Regions from separate parts of the Sus scrofa genome. Here region 1 is linked to region 2. Evidence: chromatin contacts called from public Hi-C data. All regions are on one chromosome and are shown on one strand. The core of a region is the stretch at or near the end of the contact, and the rest is flanking DNA. Distances in the headings are between cores, read along the strand shown.

Region 1 (4,251 bases), core at 1,019-3,518, 140 kb after region 2:
ACAAATAGTAGTAGAGTTAGTATATAGACATTTTGGCTGAGGCTTTACTGTTAGGTAATGCTGACAACAAGAAAGTCAACAAACTCATGAAGGAACCCTCTACTTCTGTTTTTATAGTTCTGATTCAAAAACAAGTATATTCCTTTCTATACTTTATCCTAATATAGTTCATATTTGAAAATACCAGCTGAGCTAGGCTGCCCCATTGTATATGACCCATGAAGTCAAATATTCTTCCTAATTGCTAATGTGTTTTTATACATTAGAGGTCATTTTTGACCTATAATCAATGCAGAACTTGTTAGATAAACAAATAGTTATCTACTTTGCTTAAAGTTTAAGTGTAGGTCAACAAATCAATTTATTATTTTTTTTCCATTCCTGTCGGGATTTGGTCTTTAGCCCTGATCTATATTAAAATCTATTGTATGAATGGGGTGTGTGTGGGGGGGAGAAAATATTCAGCTCTTAGATTCATTACAGAGACACATGCCAACGCATACAGCATATTTTTGATTCCTTGGATCAGACTAGGACCATATTCTTATACAGCTATTGAGATGAAACACACATACCCTAAAATTTGTATAGCTTCTCGGTAGGGAAAGCTGCAGAAGCAGCATGAAAAGTCACACCAGCTGCTGAAGAGGAAGCTGCCTGGGCCTTGAAACACTGCTACAACTGGGCTAATGTCTCCGATGTTATGTCATTAATAAAAATCTATCATCCCATGCTTGTGCATCTGAATCTCATTTTCAAAATGTGCTTTTAATTTTTGTCCCCAGACTAATCTGCATCTCCCAGGTCTTGTTGAATTCTGGGTGGAAAAAAGGGAAGACACCGCTCACTCCCCTCCCCTGGCCCACAGTCCTGGCACACACAGCCATTTTGTTTGGTTAAGAATGCAGGCAAGAGTTCCCATTGTGGCTCAGTGGGTTAAGAACCTGACATAGGGAGTTCCCGTCGTGGCGCAGTGGTTAACGAATCCGACTAGGAACCATGAGGTTGCGGGTTCGGTCCCTGCCCTTGCTCAGTGGGTTAACGATCCGGCGTTGCCGTGAGCTGTGGTGTAAGTTGCAGACGCGGCTCAGATCCCACGTTGCTGTGGCTCTGGCGTAGGCCAATAGCTACAGCTCTGATTCGACCCCTAGCCTGGGAACCTCCATATGCCGCGGGAGCGGCCCAAGAAATAGCAAAAAGACAAAAAAAAAAAAAAAAAAAAAAAAAGAACCTGACATAGTATCCACAAGGATCCTAGTTCAATCCCTGACCTCACTCAGTGGGTTAAGGATGCAGCATTGCCAAAAGCTGCAGCATAGCTCGCAGATTGGGTGTTGCTGTGGCTGTGACATAGGCCTCAGCTGCAGCTCCAATTCAACCCCTAGCCTGGGAAATTCCATACGCCACAGGTGCAGATGTAAAAAGAAAAAAAAAAAAAAAAAAGAAGGCAGGCAGCAGGAGTTCAATTGTGGTGCAGCAGGGTAAGGATCCAGCATTGTAATTGCAGCCAGTCTGGTGGCTGCTGTGGCGCAAGTTTGATCCCAAGCCCAGGAACTTTTACATACTACAGGTGCTGCCAAAAACAAAACAAAACAAAAAGAATGCAGGCAGCAGAACTACCTAAGGAAAAGACCAAAGTGTTCCAGATCTTAGCAATGATAATATATTGTAGGTTAAAAAAAAGAAAAAGGAGTTCCCGTTGTGGCATAGCAGAAACAAATACGACTAGGAACCATGAGGTTGCGGGTTGGATCCTTGACTTTGCTCAGTGGGGTAAGGATCTGGTGTTGCTGTGAGCTATGGCGTAGGTCACAGACACAGCTTGAATCTGGCACTGCTGTGGCTGTGGTGTAGGCCGGCAGCTGTAGCTCTGACTGGACCCCTAGCCTGGGAACCTCCATATGCCACAGGTGCAGCCCTCAAAAGACAAAAGACAAAAGACAAAAAAAAAAAAAAAAAAAAAAAAAAAACCTAAGAAAGAAAAAACAAAAAAACGTCATCACACAGGGTTTCAATGGGTGCCATTAACTTGTCTTTTATTGGCAGCTAAAACTCATCTTGTATTTAAAAACATTTTGAAATGTGTCCCTGTAATGCCTTCAATGAGAGGCTTTCTTACACGTGATGCATCAGGGGAAAAACAACACTTCGAGTGAGAAGGAAGGTACTCCCAGAGACAAATATGATTAATGGGATAATCTTGTAGATTACAATAGTTAGAGGCAGTTCCTGCCATTCCTGGTTCTCCAAGGGCTGGGACTGCTCTCTCCCATACAAACAGCTGCACATTCCTCAATACCATTATTATCCAACACAAGGCCACGTTCAGCATGTTCAAATTCCTATAATATCCACATTTGGCAATTTCCTATTGTGCAACTTCAGTTTCAGAAGTTAAAGCTTCAAGTTCCATGTGATTACTTGATAGAGTTTACAAACGGAATTGATTTTCTAAAGCGTCATTAAAGGTTGCTCTGCAAGAAACCAGACAAAAGAGTGCCCCAACCAGCAAAACAGCTTTTATGTGGCTCATTGAAAACATAAAGGGCAGTCCTGTCATCTGCCAGTCAGTCCCCCAGAGTCCCCCCGAGGGGCAGGTGAATGTTTTTATTCCTGGTTTACAGGGATGAAACAGCCACAGCCTAGTTAAGAGATGCGCCCCAGGCTTGGCTGAATGGATGACAGAGTTGAGATTAAGAAAGCCAGGTTCCCCGTCTCTGTTTTCTGTGCTCAGCCCACCAGGCAAGCCATCTCCTTCGAAGACAATTGCTCAGCTCCACCATGAGATCCGATGAGAAAAACATAAATTCCCCAGGTCTCCCGAAAAGAGGCAAGCCATGGCAATATTGGTTGAAATTTGATTATAGACTTTTTCTTTTTTCTTTCTGGAGTGGAGATAAAGCCTTCAAAGTATCCTTTAAGAAAATTCTGGACAAGCAATAATTCCCAGTTATATTTGTCCCACTCCATTTCCCATGTTATTGTCTTTTCCTTGTTATGAACATTTTGGGGACACACAGGCTCATCTTTTTCAACTCTAAGCAAAGACTCTTCTTTGTTTAATATGTTAAATTGTTCACTATTTTTGCTCTTCACCCAAGAGTTTTTAGCCTCTTGACATTGCCCTGCAAATTGTCTTACATAAACAAGACAGAAATCTCACCTGGAGTGAAAGTATAACTCAAAGGCAGTTTTTACTCTGTACTCCCTCCTGGTGGCACCATCTTCCTCTCCAAAGCTAGAGGGATCCCTCCACATCTGAAGGTCAGAGTCTTGAGTTGAGTTTTCTAGTAAAACTAGAAATGGATGAAACTGTTCATACTAAGATATAAACACCTGATGACAGCTTAAAGTGCTCGTAGGCATTTGTGTCTTAGAAGACTCAGAGCCTTAAACTGTAGCAAAGATGTTAGTCGGATGAAAGTTCAGGTGTGTCACAGGTGGAGGGAGATTTGAATGGTGTGGAGCAAGGCAGGTGTGGGAGAGTTCCAGCAGTCCCTAAAATCATAGGGACTTTAGGGACCAGTGGTTCTTAAACTTGAGTGTCTATCAGCATCACCTCAAGGGCTTGTTAAAATACAAAGTGCTCGCCCCATCCCACAGTTGCTGATTTTGTAGGTGCGGGATGGGGGCCCAAGAATTTGCATATTTGGAGTTCCTGTCTTGGCTCAGCAGGTTATGAACCCAACTAGTATCCATGAGGTGGGTTCGATCCCTGGCCTTGCTCAGTGGGTTAAGGATCTGGCATTCCCATGAGCTTTGGCATAGGTCGCAGACAAGGCTCGGATCCTGCATTGCTGTGACTATGGGGTAGGTCAGCAGCTGCAGCTCCAATTGGACCCCTAGCCTGGGAACCTCCATACGCCACAGGTGTGGCTCTAAAAAGCAAAAAAAAAAAAAAAAAAAAAGAATCTGCATATTTAACAAACTCCCTGGTGATACCACTGGTTGGTGGCCATGCCTGTGAGTGGCACTGACATCGACATTGTGGGTGCTCCATAGACACCAAAAACATTCCCATCTAGAATTAGTCATGATGCCCAGAGTCAAATAAATTAAGCTGTTTAAGAAAGGGTTAGTACCCCAACCTGAGAAGGTAGAGCAACCCAAGAGAAGATGGGTAAGTAGATGGAGATGTTGGCTAAATGGCCTTGCTCTGCAATTCTTTCTGACCCAGGCTGTCCAGAAAAGGAGACTGGTGAGCCTGGGGCATTTTATCAAGGACAGCTTTGCACAGTGTTTAGATATGAG
Region 2 (4,691 bases), core at 1,370-3,869:
CCAAAATAAACAGAAGGGCTATTTGAAGAATATGAAACATTACAGAATGTCTAAGGACATTGAGAGAAATTCCTCTTGGGGAAGGATCTGGGTAGATAGGATTTAAATGGGATTTCTTTAATGAATGCATTTCACTTTTTGAGCTAAACTTGGAAGAATGCATTTGGGTTTTGAAACAACGTATTCTAAGAGAAGGAAAAACATGATAAAGATGCATAGGCAAGAATGACTGTATTCCTTGCAGGGTAGAGTATTTTTCTAAACCTTTATCAGTGACCACCAGTGGTCTGACTCCACACTTAAAGTCCTGCATAGACCATTTCCAGGTTCTAAGTTCTCCTTAGTATTTAATCCACATCTGGAGCTTGGTTCTATTTTTTGTTTTGGGGTTTTTGTTTGTTTGTTTGGTTTTTGGTTTTTTGGTATTTTGCTTTTTAGAGCCATGCCCCACAGCATATGTAAGTTCCCAGGCTAGGGGTCAAATCGCAGCTGCAGCTGCCGGCCTACACCACAGCCACAGCAACGCCGGATCCTTAACCCACTGAGCAAGGCCAGGGATTGAACCTGAGTCTTCATGGATGCTAGTCAGGTTCGTTACCACCCAGCCACAATGGGAACGCCTTGGTTCTATTTTGAAGTGGACTCAGAAACAATCTTCTCAATCTCAGGAACACCAGACTTGGATAAACACATTCAAAGAGAAATTTAAGGAGGAAGCTTTCAGAAACATTTTGAAGATGTAAAACCACTGCACTATTATAAGATGGTGTCACTGTTAAAGAAGTAAACCAGTTTATGGAGAATTATTATGAAATGGCTCCAATATCAGTGATATGGGATAAGTGCATCCAAAGAGATGAAACACAGTTAATGTAATTACACATCCATTTCTTGTGATGTACGACCCTGTGAAGCATTACTAATCCCTAAACAGATACCTGCCGGGGAGACTATTGAAAACAGCTGTTTGGTCCACACAATAGGGGACCACGTGAATTCAAAATACTGTGGGCACTGAACGGATGGAATCCCAGCATCAGACCCTGTCCACTAAACCCAGGATTTATAAGGAATTAAAGAGGATTCCATCAGAAGGTACATTTGTTTCAAGCATAAATCACCCTGCCAACTCATTTATTATTGTAATAACCTCTCTCGGCGTTTCCATTATTGGAGAGGACTTCTTTCCAAATGAAAAATGGCGTACCTGATTACTTGCATGGGACTTGGCGTCATACTCATTTTGGTTTCTCGTTTGAGGCAGTGAGAGGGCCGAAGAAAGGCCTTTACATACTTGCACGCATATCGATTACAGTTAATGGAGTTCATGGGTTTATTACGCGCTGGGGAGTTAAAAAACAAGAACTGTAATGACGGAAGCCATACCAATCCTACTGGTAAATCCAAGAAAGCGTCAAGATTTCAAGTGCTAAAAATAGTGAAAACTATCTCAGAAACTGTTTACATTCAGCAAGCATAATTAGAAGAGCCTATAACTCTTTTCCATCATATTAGAATACTTTATAACCTATACTTTATTTATATCTAGTTGCTAAGTTTATTAGTGCTTATTATAGGATATGTTCTTAATTTTATGTTTTACAAAACAATTTGAATAATCAGAATTACTTTTGTGAATCTTCTTCCACTTGCAATAAGATGAGTGAATTATAAAAAGCCATTTTCTAAACATGCTAACAGGTGCAAGAAAGATTGACAGAGTGATACGAGAAAGTATTCTTAATGTAGGCTTTCCAAGATTTTAAATGGAATTTCTTTAATGAATGCATATCATTTTTAACAGGCCCGGTTTACTACTCAGAGGATGCTGAATATAGGATATAACAGTATATTTTATTTAACAATAACCATAATCAGAGTTACATGATATATAGATGTGTGTATAAAAATGAAAACTAACTAGAACCAGAGATTAGTTATCTAAAAAAAAAAATTAAAAAGAAACACTGGAAGAAAATGCAAAGCAATAGAAAATAACAATTTTGGATTATTGAAGGAAACTTCCAATTACAGGTATTGATGAAAAAAAAAAAAAAAGGCCCCATGAAAGCAGAAGGAAGTGATGAATTTTAAGCTTCCTCTGTGCCATGATCAAAGCCCTATAACCAGTTGACTTATTAATTGAGCCAAGTCTAAGTGCTTGCTGTATGGGGGCCTATGTGGGGATATAAAGTTCCCACTGATGAGAAACTCCCTGTCTGGTAGATGGTCATACATTTAACTCTGAATCAAGACCTTTCTTGGTCTCTCAAATATATCACCCCTCCCTACTTAACTGGAATGCATCATGGTTATTTTACTTTATTGCTTTTTAAGGCCACACCCTCTGCATATGGAGGTTCTCAGGCTAGGGGTCAAATCAGAGCTGCAGCTGCCAGCCTACACCACAGCCACAGCAACACCAGATCCAAGCCACACCTGCAACCTACACCAGAGCTCATGGCAACACCGGATCCTTAACCCACTGAGCAAGGCCAGGGATGGAACCCCCATCCTCATGGATCCTAGTCAGTTTCATTAACCACCGAGCCACGAAGGGAACTCCTGTTTTTTGAATCACTGTATATGAATCACCAAAATTCTGATTTTCCTCATTTTTTTCATGCCAAAAAGAATGTTACCCAGGGAAGTTCTCAGAACTGAACTCTGATGTGAAGCCTCTACGAAGTGAGTCACCTTTAAGAAATTCTGAACATAAATGGAATTACCAAGAGTTCTATTCATTGAAAAACACATTATATTGCATCATGTTCTTTTCAAATAGAGTGAAACTTGCTTATATTAAATTTCTAGGAACTCGAGGAAAAAATTTGATATAGGATGGAATTTGATATACTCTAGAAATATTACATGTGCATGTAATAGACCTGGATTTCCAATTTGATTGCTATACACGGGGATTCAATAAGGGGGTTCAGTAAGGGGGGTAGGTTCAGTGAATTTGCATTTGTGCTTTTCAGGACATATATGGTATGTGTTTCCTCAAAGTAAAAATCAGATTGATTCCTGAGTCCAGGAAAGCTAAATATTCATGGGAACAGGAATTCTGGGATGAAAATAGTGTAAGCAGTTCTAGTGTTCCCTTCCTTCCACTTTAATATTAGTTTAACTGACTGGGGTTTAGACTATTGAATTCTGGAATGGCATCTTTCTTTCCCTAGCCCTATAATTCTCTGGCCTAGAACTTCTCTATCCCTTTCTTTCATTTAACATTTTAATATTTATCTGAATGAAAGTGTTCAAAAGAAGGAAATTACCAAAAGGTTTCAATATGGGAAGAAATTTTCACACAGACATTGCACATCTTAGAAAATCATAAAAATAACAAAAAAAATGTGACTATTATAAAAACTGAAACAAATCATAATGATATTTATATAAAAATACCTCCCCTCAAGTTATGGACATTGAGAATTATTAGCATTTTTTCCACCATTTCATTGTCACATTGTTTGTTTGTTTTAATTCTGAACCTGAACACCATCATTTTAGAGATTCACACTTGGGTGGGGAAACTGGAATTTAGCCATTTTCCCTTCCTTACAGAAAACTCCAACACAAAGCATTCCATGGAATTAATGCTCTTCATGAAAGGAACGAATGGGTGAACTTAGAATAAACTCTATTTAAGGAACCTTTGGATTCTTTTACATGAGAGAATCAAAAATGAAAATCATAAAGTTTGCTACTATACAGCTCTATAATCACTTCTAAATCCTACAGATTTCACTCAGTGTTCCAAGTAAGCAAATGTAATGAAATAAACAGAAACATATGTTTTGAATACCATAACAGATTGACTTCCCAACAGATTAGGAACTCTGAGCTATTTCTTTTACAAACAGGTCAGGTCATACAAACATACAAAATAATACCACTCACTTTCACCTGCAATATTTTACATGGTCGCTTCAAAAACCATTTTCATCATTGAAAAAGACACGTGTTTAGCTAGCTAAGCTCTTCTTTATACATAGGGTTATGCTAGGGACTCAGCAGTTTACAGAGACAGCCACTCCTTGCTTAGGCTCTGCACACTTAGTTGATAGTACAAAGGAATCTCAAACCAATTATTGACTTAAATGACTGATTATTTCACTGAAGTGGCACAGCAGCCTGTGCAAAACCACTGACCCAGGAGCATCACACAGCCTCAGCATCATTTATATCAAAAGGAGGCCCAATTGTTATGGAGCTAAAAGAGGTACCACTGAATAAACATACACAAGACACAGAAATGAATTAAGGAGTTGGTTAAATAATGCTGAATCAATGCATTGGCTCCCTGAGAATGCTCCTATAAGAATTAATTCTCTCTCTCTCCTTCTGCCAAATACACCCACCCCTTCTACACACACACACACACACACACACACACACACACACACACACAGACATTTCAGGTGCCATAGCTGAAATACTGCTCTAGAGATGCATTTTGGTTGCCCAACTTTCTTATTTCTCATAGAAAGTTTGGGAGGAGGCCACACAGTAACCTGCTCATACGTATTGGTATTTTCATGTGAATTCCTTATGGCCTTGACCCTGGAGACATGCAGCTGACTGCTGTGATCTGGAAGGAGGGAAACAGGAAGGGAAATGGTGACTTGGGAGAAGGGAAGGATAGGGGACCCCCTTGAAGAAGGGCAAGGCCGGTGGGGGCTTTGTGT

Evidence for each region. Hi-C and Micro-C count contacts between places; a contact is called where the count stands out from the background.
Region 1: a contact with region 2 is called in a Hi-C map of embryonic fibroblasts, with 2.2 times the contacts expected there. The contact joins two enhancer-like sites. A contact is called at or near these places in 1 of 47 Hi-C or Micro-C datasets (embryonic fibroblasts) and 1 of 2 datasets of contacts at active chromatin or transcription factors (skeletal muscle).

What each region holds. Positions count from the first base shown.
Region 1 is chr1:105,946,248-105,950,498 of Sscrofa11.1, forward strand. No RefSeq gene overlaps it. Among named protein-coding and RNA genes, the nearest start is that of TXNL1, 65 kb to the right of the region's middle. Within about 2 kb of position 2,269, at least 1 of the 83 cell types and tissues checked has an H3K27ac peak or open chromatin away from gene starts, as enhancers often do. A contact at or near this core is called in embryonic fibroblasts, where this site is marked.
Region 2 is chr1:105,810,727-105,815,417 of Sscrofa11.1, forward strand. No RefSeq gene overlaps it. Among named protein-coding and RNA genes, the nearest start is that of TXNL1, 200 kb to the right of the region's middle. Within about 2 kb of position 2,620, at least 2 of the 83 cell types and tissues checked have an H3K27ac peak or open chromatin away from gene starts, as enhancers often do. A contact at or near this core is called in embryonic fibroblasts, where this site is marked.